Regions from separate parts of the Zea mays genome. Here all the other regions are linked to region 1. Evidence: chromatin contacts called from public Hi-C data. All regions are on one chromosome and are shown on one strand. The core of a region is the stretch at or near the end of the contact, and the rest is flanking DNA. Distances in the headings are between cores, read along the strand shown. Region 1 holds the start of LOC100193551. Region 2 holds the start of LOC103650180 (probable chromatin-remodeling complex ATPase chain). Region 3 holds the start of LOC103650176 (Acyltransferase-like protein chloroplastic).

The links. A called contact is a pair of places that touch in the nucleus more often than the background predicts.
Region 2: a Hi-C map of endosperm shows a contact between it and region 1, with 3 times the contacts expected there. The contact joins the promoter of LOC103650180 here to the promoter of LOC100193551 in region 1. A contact is called at or near these places in 3 of 25 Hi-C or Micro-C datasets (ear, endosperm and leaf).
Region 3: a contact with region 1 is called in a Hi-C map of bundle sheath, with 2.1 times the contacts expected there. The contact joins the promoter of LOC103650176 here to the promoter of LOC100193551 in region 1. A contact is called at or near these places in 4 of 25 Hi-C or Micro-C datasets (bundle sheath, ear, leaf and 1 more).

The regions. Positions count from the first base shown.
Region 1 is chr3:68,743,956-68,748,394 of Zm-B73-REFERENCE-NAM-5.0, reverse strand. It overlaps LOC100193551, which reads right to left and starts at 2,381. Exons shown (of 7, transcript NM_001401846.1): 1 at 1,879-2,381; 2 at 1,491-1,775; 3 at 1,088-1,405. The coding sequence starts at 2,190.
Region 2 is chr3:69,002,488-69,006,905 of Zm-B73-REFERENCE-NAM-5.0, reverse strand. It overlaps LOC103650180 (probable chromatin-remodeling complex ATPase chain), which reads left to right and starts at 1,558. Exons shown (of 25, transcript XM_008675817.3): 1 at 1,558-2,105; 2 at 2,490-2,606; 3 at 2,696-2,799. The coding sequence starts at 1,767.
Region 3 is chr3:68,381,174-68,385,794 of Zm-B73-REFERENCE-NAM-5.0, reverse strand. LOC103650176 (Acyltransferase-like protein chloroplastic) reads right to left here and starts at 3,369. Exons shown (of 13, transcript XM_008675815.4): 1 at 2,863-3,369; 2 at 2,649-2,700; 3 at 1,821-1,876; 4 at 1,468-1,626; 5 at 1,275-1,379; 6 at 345-451. The coding sequence starts at 3,253.

The DNA.
Region 1 (4,439 bases), core at 1,132-3,631:
TCAACTGCGGTAATGGCACTGAAGATTCATCCAGAAAACAAACTAATGGAAGTCTAGAATGCTACCCCTGGGAGGAGCGGGGATAGATTTTCCTAGGATGGGCGCAACGGGAGAGAGTAGTGTAGGATCTCAAAACTAGAGTTTTGATACCAGAGACTCAATTGGATGATTGTATTAAGGCCCGATGAGGATTATTATAGAGTACATAAGACACAAGAGGGAAATCCTAGACTAGGAGATTACACTAATACCCTGAGTATCGTTATAAATAAACCAAATCGAAGAAGATTACTGTTTTATGTCTAGTGTTTTTGGATGCTGCTGACATACAATGTATTGATGGAAACTAGTTTCTAATAACTTTCCTAAAAGAACAAGAGTCCTAGACAACAATGGTTTGTCCAATACAACAGGTTTTTGTTAATAAATGTGAAAATAAATTGCAACTACAGGCCATATTGGAAATTTTGGTGACTACTGAAAGAGGTTGTCAAATGATAAAAAGCATAATAATTACCACAGGGGAGCTAAGCATTGAATCTGTAAAAGTTAATTAAGAATTAAACATGTATGTTGAATTCAACCTTATTGTTATGTATGCCAGTCCACCAGTAACAGATATGTGAGCACAATAATTAGAAACAACAAATCTGTTTGGATATTTCCAGTAATGGATACAATTGCATCAAAAGGTTATTACAGCAGAAAAGTCACAAGCATGTTTGTCAACAGAAGTTCCCACTAAAGGCAACACCCCATGGAAGTCCACAATAGAGAAACCACGCATACAATAAGTGCAATAGGTCATCCATGTCTTCCCATAATGACAATGACATGTTTACAAACAAATACTTGCCAACATAAAAAAACAAACCACCAAACAGCGTAGAGATAACGCTGTCCTCACAAGGATATCTGAGTGAAAAGTCAACATTTTCAGCCACTACCACATAATTCTTTATATTGGGAACAGTGGGAAGTGAGAAGGGAAGATTTAACCATAGTTCTGATATTAACAGCATAGCCCCAAGGATTACTGAAAAAATAATATGGTAGAGTACAGAGCAACCCCATGTTCAAGACTCACCTCAGTGCGCCCAGGCATTATGGGCTTTCCATACAGGAGCTCTGCAAGAATGCATCCAGCACTCCACAAATCAACACCTACACTATACTCAGTGGCACCAAGTAACAATTCTGGTGGACGGTACCATAGCGTGACCACTCGGCTCGTCATTGGTCGTTTATGTCGTGGATCAAAGAATGTTGCCAGCCCAAAATCCGCAATCTTAAGAATCCCATTATTATCCAACAACAAGTTTGACCCCTTGATATCCCGGTGCAATACATTATTGTCATGACAATGCTCAAGCCCTGACAACAGCTGCTGTATGTAACATTTTATCTGCAAGATAACATAGTGACATCAAACCCACATTATTCCACCATGTAATCGACCGTATCTGAAACAGCAACCCAGTTTCACACACCTGAGGCAACGTGAACTTGACATCACAACTTGCCGCAAGACCAGCAAGATCATGCTCCATGTACTCGAAGACAAGGTAAAGGCTGCATGACATCCTGGAGGTGACCAAGCCCTCTAATTTGATGATGTTGGGGTGGTCGAGTCTCCTTAGGATCAGTATTTCCCGGGCCATAAACTTGACGCTTTCTGGCTCGAGGTTATCGAAGCGGACCTTTTTAAGAGCGACGATCCGGCCAGAGACGGTGTCCCTCGCCCGGTACACGTTGCTGTACGTGCCCGATCCTATCTAAGAGTGAATCGCCGGACAAAGCCAACACAACAAGGGAATGGCGAATCAGTACGGTACTTCCGTACCACGACCAGATTTCAGGGGAGAGGTTTTCGCCTACCTTATTAAGCTTCTCGAACGTGTCGGCGCGGCGCGGCGCCCAGCCGCGGAGGGCCTCCCCGGCGACTGCGACGAGCCACGGTGGCCAACCGGCGGCGAGCTGCTCCGCCGCGGCAGCAGCGGGGACGCAACCCTGCCTGGGTCCCGACGCCCTGCGGCCCCCGAGCCGCCGCCGCGGCCTCCCGTCCCCGTCGGTGGCGGCGACTGCGGAGGGCGACCCCGCTTCGGGCTGCGGGGACGACCTCCCCTTGCCCCACTTCTTCTTCGGCGCTGCAGAGGACGACGCAGCCGCCCGGCCGAAGACGCAGCCCATAGTCGATGGCGCACCACTAACCTACCCTTCCCTCTCGAACCTTGGAGCATCTAACCCCCGCCCGGCCTGAGCCGCTAGGGTTTCTGCTGCCCTCCTCGCCAGGGCGAGGGGAGCGAGCGAGCACGAGGCGAGGAGACAAAGGAGTGAGGCGGGGAGGATCAATCAATCAACAATGAATGAGAAGCCACCGGAGGGGCCGCTTGTGTGTGTGGATGAGCATTTAATAGGTCACGTGGCGGTGGGGCTGACTAGCGGGCCCTGGGGTCAGATGGGATCAACAGCTGGCGATCTGTAAATCCAATCAAGCCAGATGCTGGCGATGGCCGATGGGTGTGCCTGCTGGGGCGGGCGATAAAGGCGGTTTGATCGTTTTGTTGTTGCGGACTTGCGGCTGCGGCGGCCGGCGGGGTTTAAGCTGATGTGATTATGAACTCTAAACTTTACATTATAAGATTTAAGAATTATATCAGATTAAATTAAATTGAATAAGGATCGAACTTTATTTTTATTTATTTTTAAATTAAATTTTATATTATAAAGTGTCTGTTACTACTTAGTTTACGAGTCTTTTACGGAGAGATGGCTCCACAATTTATTTTTATTTTTTTGTAATTGTTCCCTTTACATCTCGAAAGCTCTATATTAAACACTATTGTACATGCCCTCATACCTCAATCCAGAGGAATAATCTGTCGCTATTGGTGTTGTAATGCCACCTCAATCTTAGATTCCACATTCGAAGCATCTACACGTTCCCACGGAAATAAGTGATCACAGTTAGGGCTAGATGAAATACTCGTAAGCTCGACTCGGCTCTAATCAACTCTGTCGGGTACCGTAATTAGGGGTACCCTCAACACTCCTAAACACGGCTGGTAACCACCATCAGCACAAGCTGCAGAGACTGATGGGCACGATTCAGGTCAAGGCTTCGTCTACTCAAGGGACGCGATCTCGCCTCGTCCGAGCCCAGCCTCGGGCGGGAACAGTAGTCCCAGACGAATTCTCGCCTCGTCCGAGGGTCTCCTCAAGCAACGGGCGCACCCTCGACTCGCCCGAAGCCCAACTCGGGCAGGCTTCGTTGTGAAGCAATCTTGGCCAAATCGTCTCACCAACCGACCGTACCACAGGCGCATTCAATGCGAGGATTGCCTGACACCTTATCCTGACACACGTGCCTCAGTCGGCAAAGGTCAAAGTGATCGCGGTCACTTCGCCTTTTCACTGACCGACCTGACAGGAAAACAGCGCCGCTCGCCCCTCTCCGATTGCTGTGCCACCCGCCAGGGTGAAGCTGACAACAGTCAAGTTCAGGCTCAGGCGCAACAGGAATCTCCGCCTCGCCCGACCCCCGGGGCTCGGCCTCAACCACGGCCTCGAATGGTGGTCTCCGCCTCGCCCGACCCCAGGGCTCGGCCTCAACTTCGGCCTCGGAAGGAGGGCTCCGCCTCGCCCGACCCCAGGGCTCGGCCTCAACTTCGGCCTCGGAAGGTGGTCTCCGCCTCGTCCGACCCCAGGGCTCGGCCTCAACCTCGACCTCGTGAGGAATCGCGTCCACGCCCGACCCCGGCCTCGGCCTCAGGAGGAGTCTCCGCCTCGCCCGACCTTGGGCTCAGACCGACCGCGCCACGGAGGATGCATCATTACCCTACCCCTAGCTAGCTCAGGCTACGGGGGAACAAGACCGGCGTCCCATCCAGGCTCGCCCCGGTAACAAGTAATGATGGCTCCCCGCGTGCGTCCATGACGACGGTGGTTCTCAGCCCCCTACGAAAGCAAGGAGACGTCAGCAAGGTCCCAGCAGCCCCGACAGCTGTGCTTCTACAGGGCTCAAGCGCTCCTCCGACGGCCACGATACCGCGTATATAGGGCTCTAGCACCTCTCCGACAGCCACGTTGGCATGTACACAGGGCTCAGGCACCTCTCTGCCGGACACGTTAGCGCATAGCTACACCCTCATTGTACACCTGGACCCTCTCCTTGCATCTATAAAAGGGAGGTCCAGGGCCTTCATGCGGGAGGGTTGCGCGGGAGAAGGAGCTGACGAACCGGCTCACCCACTCTCACTCTCTCTCGCGAACGCTTGTAACCCCTACTACGAGCGCATCCCCCTGGCGCGGGATAACACGAGCCGCGTTTTCCCCTTGTGTTCCATCTCGCGCCAACCCATCTGGGTTGGGACACGCAGCGACAATTTTACTCGTCGGTCCAGGGACCCCCCGGGGTCGAAACGCCGACAGTTGGCGCG
Region 2 (4,418 bases), core at 309-2,808, 260 kb before region 1:
TACGTGGATGTCTTGGACATCATGATGTAATCGACTATTTCCCCTTTTAATACTATTTGAGCACTGTGTGATGATGTCCATGTTATGTAACTGCTGTGTACGTGAATTGCTGATCCTGGTACGTACATGGTTCGCATTCGGTTTGCCTTCTAAAACCGGGTGTGACACCCTGCAATATCATTGCCACCAAATCAGTCTTTAGAGGTTATGTAAACATTGTGTAGAGGGAGCAATTTGGACTTTTTTTTCTTCTTGTAATTAGTATTTTGTTCGCTAGGAGTTAGACCACATGTCCATATTTATCACTTTTATTAAAAACGCATGCCCACATCAGAAGCAACACTGTTTATACTCTCTCCAGTAATTAGTAGATAAATGTTGTTTGACCCTACTTATATAGTGAAGTTTAAAATAAAAAATGTGATAGTGGATAAAATAGGGAATGTGCGGAAGATAACCTTAGAGCATGGATCCCTATAAAATGACTCGTCAAAATCAATTTTAAGTGGCATCTAAAAAATAGTAGGGTGTATTTTAATCCTTTCTCCAACAAATTACTTAAAGCGACATATTGTTTCTGGTGAGCCTAAAAAACCCTTAATTTGTAACTATAATGAGAGAGTTTTAAGGATTATGAAAAAGTTAGGAGTGTTTGAGGAGCTGGTAGAGACATGTTTTTGTATTTTCCAAAAAAAAATTAATTTAGTAGAGAAGCTCTCACATATACTCTTACGCTACCTCGAGATACGGTTGGATCCACCGATATATTTAATCGAGGCCCGAACAATTGTTCGTTCGTACCCAAATCCGAGCGCGGCGGGAGGCCTAAAATCAACCCCGTCTCGTTGGCGGGAAGGAAGTCCCGCTCATTTCCCTGTGCTGACTAGGAGTTGTACGCGTGGTCTATGATTAGCCAACGCCAGGGACACTCTGAGCATGGACCCCAGGCCGGGTGCACCGCGGATCGGATGCACGGAAAAGGTTCGGCAACGTTTTTCATTCTGGTCCGCGGAAGACATGTATATTTTTTTGATCTCGCAGAAACGTTCAATGTTGTACTGAGGAATACCGGTATACCCCTTTATATAAATAAATTTGATGTCCTTACTGTTTCTTCCCAAGATTATCAGTGTATTTGTTCTTTTTCTTGACATGGGTATCCACTGTTCAAGCCACAAATCTTTTGACATTGTTGCCTCGCTGTTGAACTTCTTCGACAAATTCTTTAGTCACCTCTCGAGGATTTATATACCACCAATGATGTTGCTAATTTACTGTCAGTTAAATAGAGGTACATGAGTCACCTTTGGGCGTGTTGAAATGAGAACTAATATTAGCCTATTTATTCGAAAGCACTTAAAAACCATTTTGACTTTTCTATCGAAGTAGATGTATATTGGTATGTTCACATTTGGTAGAGGCATTACTTTGAGAAATTTGTTTTTGGTATTTCCAAATTGATAAGGTTGTTTGAATTTACATTAGTATGAATAACTGAAATTGTTGCTCTGAATTTGGATTCTAATAGAACTATATGTTCAAGGGGTAACCAGAAATACGTAAACATATTCGGCCAAAACTGCAAACCACACAATATTCTCATACAAGCGCCCTTGCCCCCTGTTCGCTTTCACTCTTGAAATCCCCTCCGCCTCTCGGTCAATCCACCGCGTCCAAGCTTCATTCCTCCGCACTCGAAATCCAAAGCGCCCCGCCCCGACCCGAACCCTAATCCTGCATTTCCTTTCCCGCCACCGCCCGCCCCAATGGCGAAGCCGGTGAAGTATGACGACGAGGAGGAGATCTCCTCCTCCTCCGCCGAGGAGGACGATGACCAGTCCGCCGCCGCCGCCTCCGGATCTGGTGAGGAAGGGGATGACGATGAGGAGGATGCTGCGGCGCTGCCCACGGAGGAGGAGGAAGCTGAGGGCGAGGGGCAGCAAGAGGAGGAGGTCGACGAGGAAGAGATCGAAGCCGTCACTACCGGCGCTGGAGCTGAGGACGGAGAGGACGCCAGTGCCGCTACCGCCGCTGAAGGCGAAGAGGAGTCCCAGTCCACCGAGGACGACGAATCCGTCGCAAGGGACAAGGACAACGGCGACGAGGTGAGTGGGAGGTTAGGGTTTGGGCGCTTTAATCGCGTTTTTAGAGATTCGGTTGACGAGGGCTTTGGAAATATACTAATATATGAAAAATTACTTGACCTGATAGTTTCAGAATAATCATTTCAAGTTATTCTTAGACATGGCATCTGTTAATTTGTTTGTTTTGTTATTGTTGCGAATGCTACTTTTATTTTTTTTCTCATTGCTGTGGCATAAGCTGTTGTTGCCTGCTTCTTCTACGTTACAAATATACTAGTAATATTGGTAAATAAATATATGTCTAGTTCCGAGTTTAATGTGTTGAGGGGACACTTTGTTGTATTATGCCCTGCAATCCACTAGTGATAATTTTACATTTCTTTGCCCCTCCCGCTTCTTTTGCAGACTGATGCAGTGGTTGGGAAGCGTGAGAAAACAAGGCTAAAAGAACTCCAGAAGATGAAGAAGCAGAAAATCCAGGAAATACTGGATACTCAAAACGCTGCCATTGATGCTGACATGGTATGTGCTGTTTTTAAATGGATTCTCATATACAATTACATGGTTTGCATTACAATTTGCTGTTATCTTGATCTTATATTTTTCAATAGAACAATAAAGGGAAGGGACGGTTGAAATACCTTCTTCAGCAGACAGAAATATTTGCTCACTTTGCAAAAGGAAGTCAGTCGAATGAGAAAAAGCCTCGTGGGAGGTAATATCTTGTTTGTGCCATGATTATATGAATTATCTTTGAAGTTTGGTGGAAATTACTGGCACTTCATTTGGCACGACACTTTTGAAGTTGAAAAGATTATGAAGGATGCTGCCAACTTTCAATCATGACCACATAATTTTTAAAAATGTTTGGCCCTAGGAAAGGGTTTTGACTATCTCGTAGTTGTTAAGGAGGCAAGGGGGTCGACCCCCCTTTTACCTTTTAAGCGGTAAGACGAGGTGACGCCATACTAATATATAAATATAGGAATATGTAGAAATATAATCTTAAATAGGTAGGGATAATAGTACCAAATGAGAACAAGTTCAACATAAACCAATATAATAGGCATAAAATCTAACATAACTAATACATAGTAGTAGAAGATTAAGAAAAAAAATGAATACATAACTAATAGATTTATTGGTTTAATAGAGAAGTCAAAAGAAAATAAAAAAAATAAAACAATTAAGGTTATATGGGCCACCGGTTTCCATGCCCAGCTAGCCTACTTGACCTAACTCAGCCTAGCTAGCCTACTTGACCTAAATCAGCCGCCACCCTCACCCAGTCACCCTCCCTCAGCTGCCACCCTCACCCTGTAGCTGCCTCAGAGGGAGGGAGGAGTGGAGGTCGCGCGCCAGGAGCCAACAGAGGACCTCGCCGGCGCAAGGGAGGGACACCGTCGCCAGGAGCCAACAACCAGGAACCAGCGCCGCCACCACTTCTAGAGCTCAATCGATCAGCGGCTCAGGTCAGATCCACCTTAGTCCATCCCTAAACACCCTAAGGCATCCGCTTCTCATCGCCTTATGCCTCTCCAAGGCGGCGGGGCAACACCATAGAGGCCGAAGTGGACGCCTTGCTCCTCCTGGTAAGGCGATGTGGACGCCTTGCGCTCGGTGCTCGCCTTGGCGCTTAGGCGTCGCCTTAAGGACACTTTAATAGCTATGCTATCACTTCAAACTGATTGAAGTACCGTCGCACATGCATCAACGCACACTATAACCAACCTTTTTCTGTTCAAGTTTGCAGGTGCATCCCCTGATCTTGTCATTATTTTCTTGAAATTGTTAGTATTGTATTATGGTGATGCATGTTGCACCTTTTACATAGGTTCCTATATTTTTGTTTTGTAGATATGGAGCTGAAGAAAGTTTAGGGTGAAGTTGTTAAGACATTTGTTGCACATTTTACATGTTCCTATATTTTCATTTTGTAGACATGGAGTTAAAGAAGGTTTAGAGTGGTGTTGTTAATTTGAATAGCTCACCTTGTAATACTTAGGCCATGATGAGAGTGGGTGATTTGGTCTAGAACATAATTACCGTCTATGTCCCCCAAGTAGTCCACGGTGAGAGTGCTAAGAGATATTTTTGGGAAGACTTTGATATCATGGTTAGCGCTATACCTATTAGTGAGAAGCCTTTCATAAGAGATTTCAATGGACATGTAGGAACAAGTGCACATTTTGAGGTGGTTCATGGAGGTTTTGGGTATGGTAGTAGGAATCGGGAGGGAGAGGAAACCTTGGACTTCGTGGTAGCTTTTGACTTGTTGATAGTCATCATTTCCTCTAGGAAGAGGCTCTCATTTAGTGACCTATAGTAGTGGCC
Region 3 (4,621 bases), core at 2,120-4,619, 360 kb after region 1:
GAATTCCATTATGCAGCCACATTTGTAGCTGATCGATTTCATCATGCAAGGAGAAAGGACATAATCTTTAAAATAATAAGTTAAAAGAAAGACATGTTTATTCCATCTTTTACAAAAAAATGGAGCATTTCTAAAAGCAATGTTCCTAACACCTTTTTTTTGTTAATTGGGTCTTAGATTATAGAACAACTGAGTTAGTAGAAACGTATGCAACTCTCTTGCGTGTTTAAGGAAAAGGAAGAAGACTGGTGCGACAATACTTATGAGCGTTAGGTTTATGGTTTCAAAAGTATTGAAACTTGTATGTAACTGGGAAGGAAAAGCGGGAACAATGGATGACATACTGAAAGCAAAGGAAGCATTGATGTGAGACTGTCTGACAATTTCTGCAGAGTTTCTGGAGGAGATAGGTTGTTTTCAATGCTAACTGCAGCCATCTTCAGTGGGTCACCTGTTGAAACATATCTTCTGAAGTAAGAACATATATATATATATATAAGTTATTTTTTATTTCTACATGGTTACAGCTCTAATATATTTCCTACCAATGAAACATGCCTCTCTTTTGCCACTAAGTACAAAAAAATATATATAATACATTAAAATATAGATGCTATTATGTATAAGATTTTTTGTGGAAGGAAGATGTTGGATACCCTAAAAATCCAAGAGTTCTATTTGAACGTCTTCAAAGTTTCAAGTGATTTCCCTAGTACGTTCCATGCATATTGTGGTTCATCAAAAAGTTTGAGTATTTTTATAAATGACAACATTTTTCGTTGATTCCATACTGTCTATACTATACTATACTATCTGCATTTATGTGCCTTTAATTTTTGAATTGTTCTGAATTCTCTGCTCTTTGTTTAGTTGATGAAGAAACAGAACTGACCTAGCAGGGGTGGCATGAAAAGAAATGAAATACATAATAATGCGAAAAAGAGATAAGAGAATTTTGTTAGTGTATAAGTGGAGATTATTAGAGATTAAAACAGCAGCAAAAGTATTGTCAAGGAAAAGGAACTATCCTTTTTAGTGTATAACAAAGGGATAATAATACTAAAATGAGTTGAAAAAAGGTAACGATTTCTCTACCAAGAAAATGTGGAGCAACAATCGAATTTGACATCAAGTATATTTAAGAAGAAATTCCGCGTGAACATTTAAGACTATGTTTTCTTATAGGGGAAAGGGGTGAAAAGAAGACCAGGATAAAGATGACCTATATTCTTGAGTGTTTCATAGTTTCAAAGAAGAGCTAAGAGGAGTTGTACCCATGACAAAACTGAGAAGATACGGCACTGTAGCATGAAACTCGCTTGGCACTGATTCCAGTAGAGGCAATACTGGCTGCAATGGAGTCTTTGCAAATGATGTAGCTGGTAAAGCGAAACATGTCAGTTGGCAACAATAAGGTGAGTATAGGAATTATTCAGACCAAATCTGAAACCAGAAATGATCACCTGCCTGGGTTTACTAGTATGAGAACCAAATCAATCTGCGGATTACGAGCTGCCACTGCCAGTGCCAGGGATCCGCCAAATGAATCTCCGACAAGATATATCGGTCTGTCCGGGGATAAATCATGCTCGTGCTTGATCAAATTTTCAACGATTTGTACTAGTCCTGTATGGATTGGAATTCATATGTATTAGAAATGGGAGGCTTTTGTGCTACTCATCCTCCCTCAGTCTCTTGAACAAATACGCAACAGTTGTATTTTATATCCAGAATAACGGGCAATGCCAAACTAATCAAAATTTGGAAAGATATGTAGCATAGGTGCGGCCTGTATGAAGTAAAATGCAGTAACATCGTACCTTCAAATGGTGTACGATCATTGACTGGTATATGCAAGCACCGAACCTCGAACACTCTGCAAAAAGGCAAAAAAAAATGGATACCTAAGAAGCCGAGAATCATATCATTAATAATTTGAACAGTAGTTGATGAAACTATAATACTACATCCGTTCTCGAATATTTGTTGCCTGTTAGTTCATTTTCGAACCAAACGGCGATAATAAAAAAAAAGGAGCGAGTAAAAGGCTGCTTCATATTGATCACAATATATAATCTGTGGTGCTGATGATGTAGAGGCTCCTACTCCCAGTAGATGCTGTGACACGAGAGTGAAGACAAAACAAGAAGGGACGAAAAAGGGGAAGAGCACTTGTGTCACATGGGTGGGTTTAGCGTTATTAGAAAAGATGCCAAAAAGAATGCATCAACATCTTGTGGGTTAGTTAGTGGTCATCTTTTTTCTTTCCATAGCTCTGTTGACAAAGAAGCTGGACTAATCAGAAAGAAGGCAGTCTTTTATGCTTGACTAGGAATAAAGCTGGACACTCTACTACCACTACCAGTGAGTGAGTCAGTGACATGGCCCAACCAACCAACCAATACTAGCAGAAGCTTGTGTAGCTCATGTCGAAACATAAGCAAAGAAAAGCTACCGTTAATCGTTCAGTAATTTTTCAATGAAGTTTGCAGGAAGAAAGAGTGAAAAAAGTTTTCTTTAAAGAAAAGGTGGATTTATTGTGAATAAATTTCGCTCGGGACTGTCTAATCCTTTTATTAACAATAAACGGCAATAAAAATATTAATTAATACAGAAAAAGGAGAAGAGGAAGAAGAAAAAGGACTCACTTGCCCAAAGACTTGTGGTGCAGGATGAGTCCCGTGCCGACGCCATCCATTCCTGCATATAGTGTTGTCAATTCGCTGTGGATCACTAGGCATGTACAGAAACAGAAAGGAAACCAAACCAGAATGATTCCTCCGTTTGCCCAGCACCTCCAGCACCTCTTCAAAGACAAGCATTGGGATGATTGATTTTGGTGAGCTGAAGAAACGCACGCACCTGGCAAGAAGAGCAGCAGCGGCGCTTGGTCCACGGCCGGGTGGCCGCACTCGACGGGAGAGAACCAGCGCGGCGGCCCACCGTCGTCCCGGCACAGGACCTTGGCCGCCGCGAAGTAGTCCTTGACGGTCACGGAGCCGAAGCCGTCGTCGTAGAGGACCTCCAGCCCCCTCTCCTGCTCCTCCTTCACCGGCAGTCCCTCGTTGTCCTTATCCTCCTGCACCTTCTCCTTCCTCTCCACCGCGGCCTCTGCAGACCCGTTCACTGTCACCGTCACTGCCGCCGACGCCTCGAGGGAGCTCGCGCGGAGGGCGAACCGCGCCTGGAGTCGGGCGCTGCGGCGTCCCGCGCCGACAGCGACCGGGGGAGGACGGAGCGCCGCTACGGGCATGGCCGAGGTTGGGCGGGAAGAAGGAAGAAGGCGCTGCTGGGTGGGTTCGAGGAGAAACGAGGACGAAGCAGGGGAAGGGAGTAAAGCGTAGCTGCGTAGGGAGCAGGCAGTGGACGATTGATTAAAAAACACACAATTGTTTTATACTGGGTGCACGTGAATGATTGTGGTTTGCCGTGGGGCACGTAGGTTGGCAAGCGTTCCAGACAGAGCCATGTCTTATTTTTTTAATAATAGTAATATATATATTATTATTATATAATTTATGACATCAAAATGAGCCAGCGGGATCTATAGAGATGTGATTCCGATCCTAAAGTGCTAAAATTTAGTTGATAACATGCATACAGTATAAAACAAACATAGTTCATAACAATCATCACTTTATAGTTCACAACTTAGAGCTCACAATCACTTCATATTTTACAACTCACGACATTTTTCATAACATTAAACACACTAATATAACATCGTCCAGCTAAGCATCAACATAACTTAAAATATATTTTTTGGTTCAAAGTCTTCTAATGTCATGAATACCTGACGATGTTTCCAACCTTTTTTATAATTTAAGACTAATACTGTAAATCCTTAAAATATGGTTTAAAGTATTAGCTAGTTCTAGGAAAAAAAAACTAGATTGTATCTTAACTTCTTAAGTCTATGTTCTACTTGTGAAGCATGCTCTCTATTAAATAAAAGTGATTTAAAGATTTTTTTCAAAAGATTTATAATTCAAAATGTTTCTTAATCGGGGATTCCTCACCTTTTAGGATATTTAAACATTTTCCTAACAATAAAATAATTAATAAATATGTTTAAAATATGTGCATACATGCTGGTATTTTGTTTGAGCATTCAAGTTGGAATTTGAAATTCAAAATAGAATCGAATTAGTAATTTGAATTTAAAAAAGGAATCAGAAATAAGACAACAAAAGGAAAAAAAGAGAAGAGGTAAACACCGTCTGGGCCGAATTCTGCCCGTCGGCCCAGTGACCCCTCATCACGCAGCCCGCGCCCGGCCGCACTAAACCCCTGCGCCGACATGTGGCCCCACGGCGTGAGCCACATAGCTCACCACCAAGCGGGGCCCAGCCTATAGCTAGTGATGCATCCGCATTAGCTGATCACATGAGACTTACGGTGGGCTCGCTATGTCAGGTGTCGTCTTCCCGCAACAACCGTGTCGAGGTCGTTGGGATATCCCGAGGATCACGCGCGGCCAGCTGGATTCGCCTGGCTGGGGGATGCCATGTTCATGTGCCTATAAATAATGTGACCTCCCCTCCGGTTCTTCCTCACGCAAATGCACCAAGTCCATCTCCATCATCGGGGGAGAAGTAGTGATTTTGGGAGAACCGAGTTA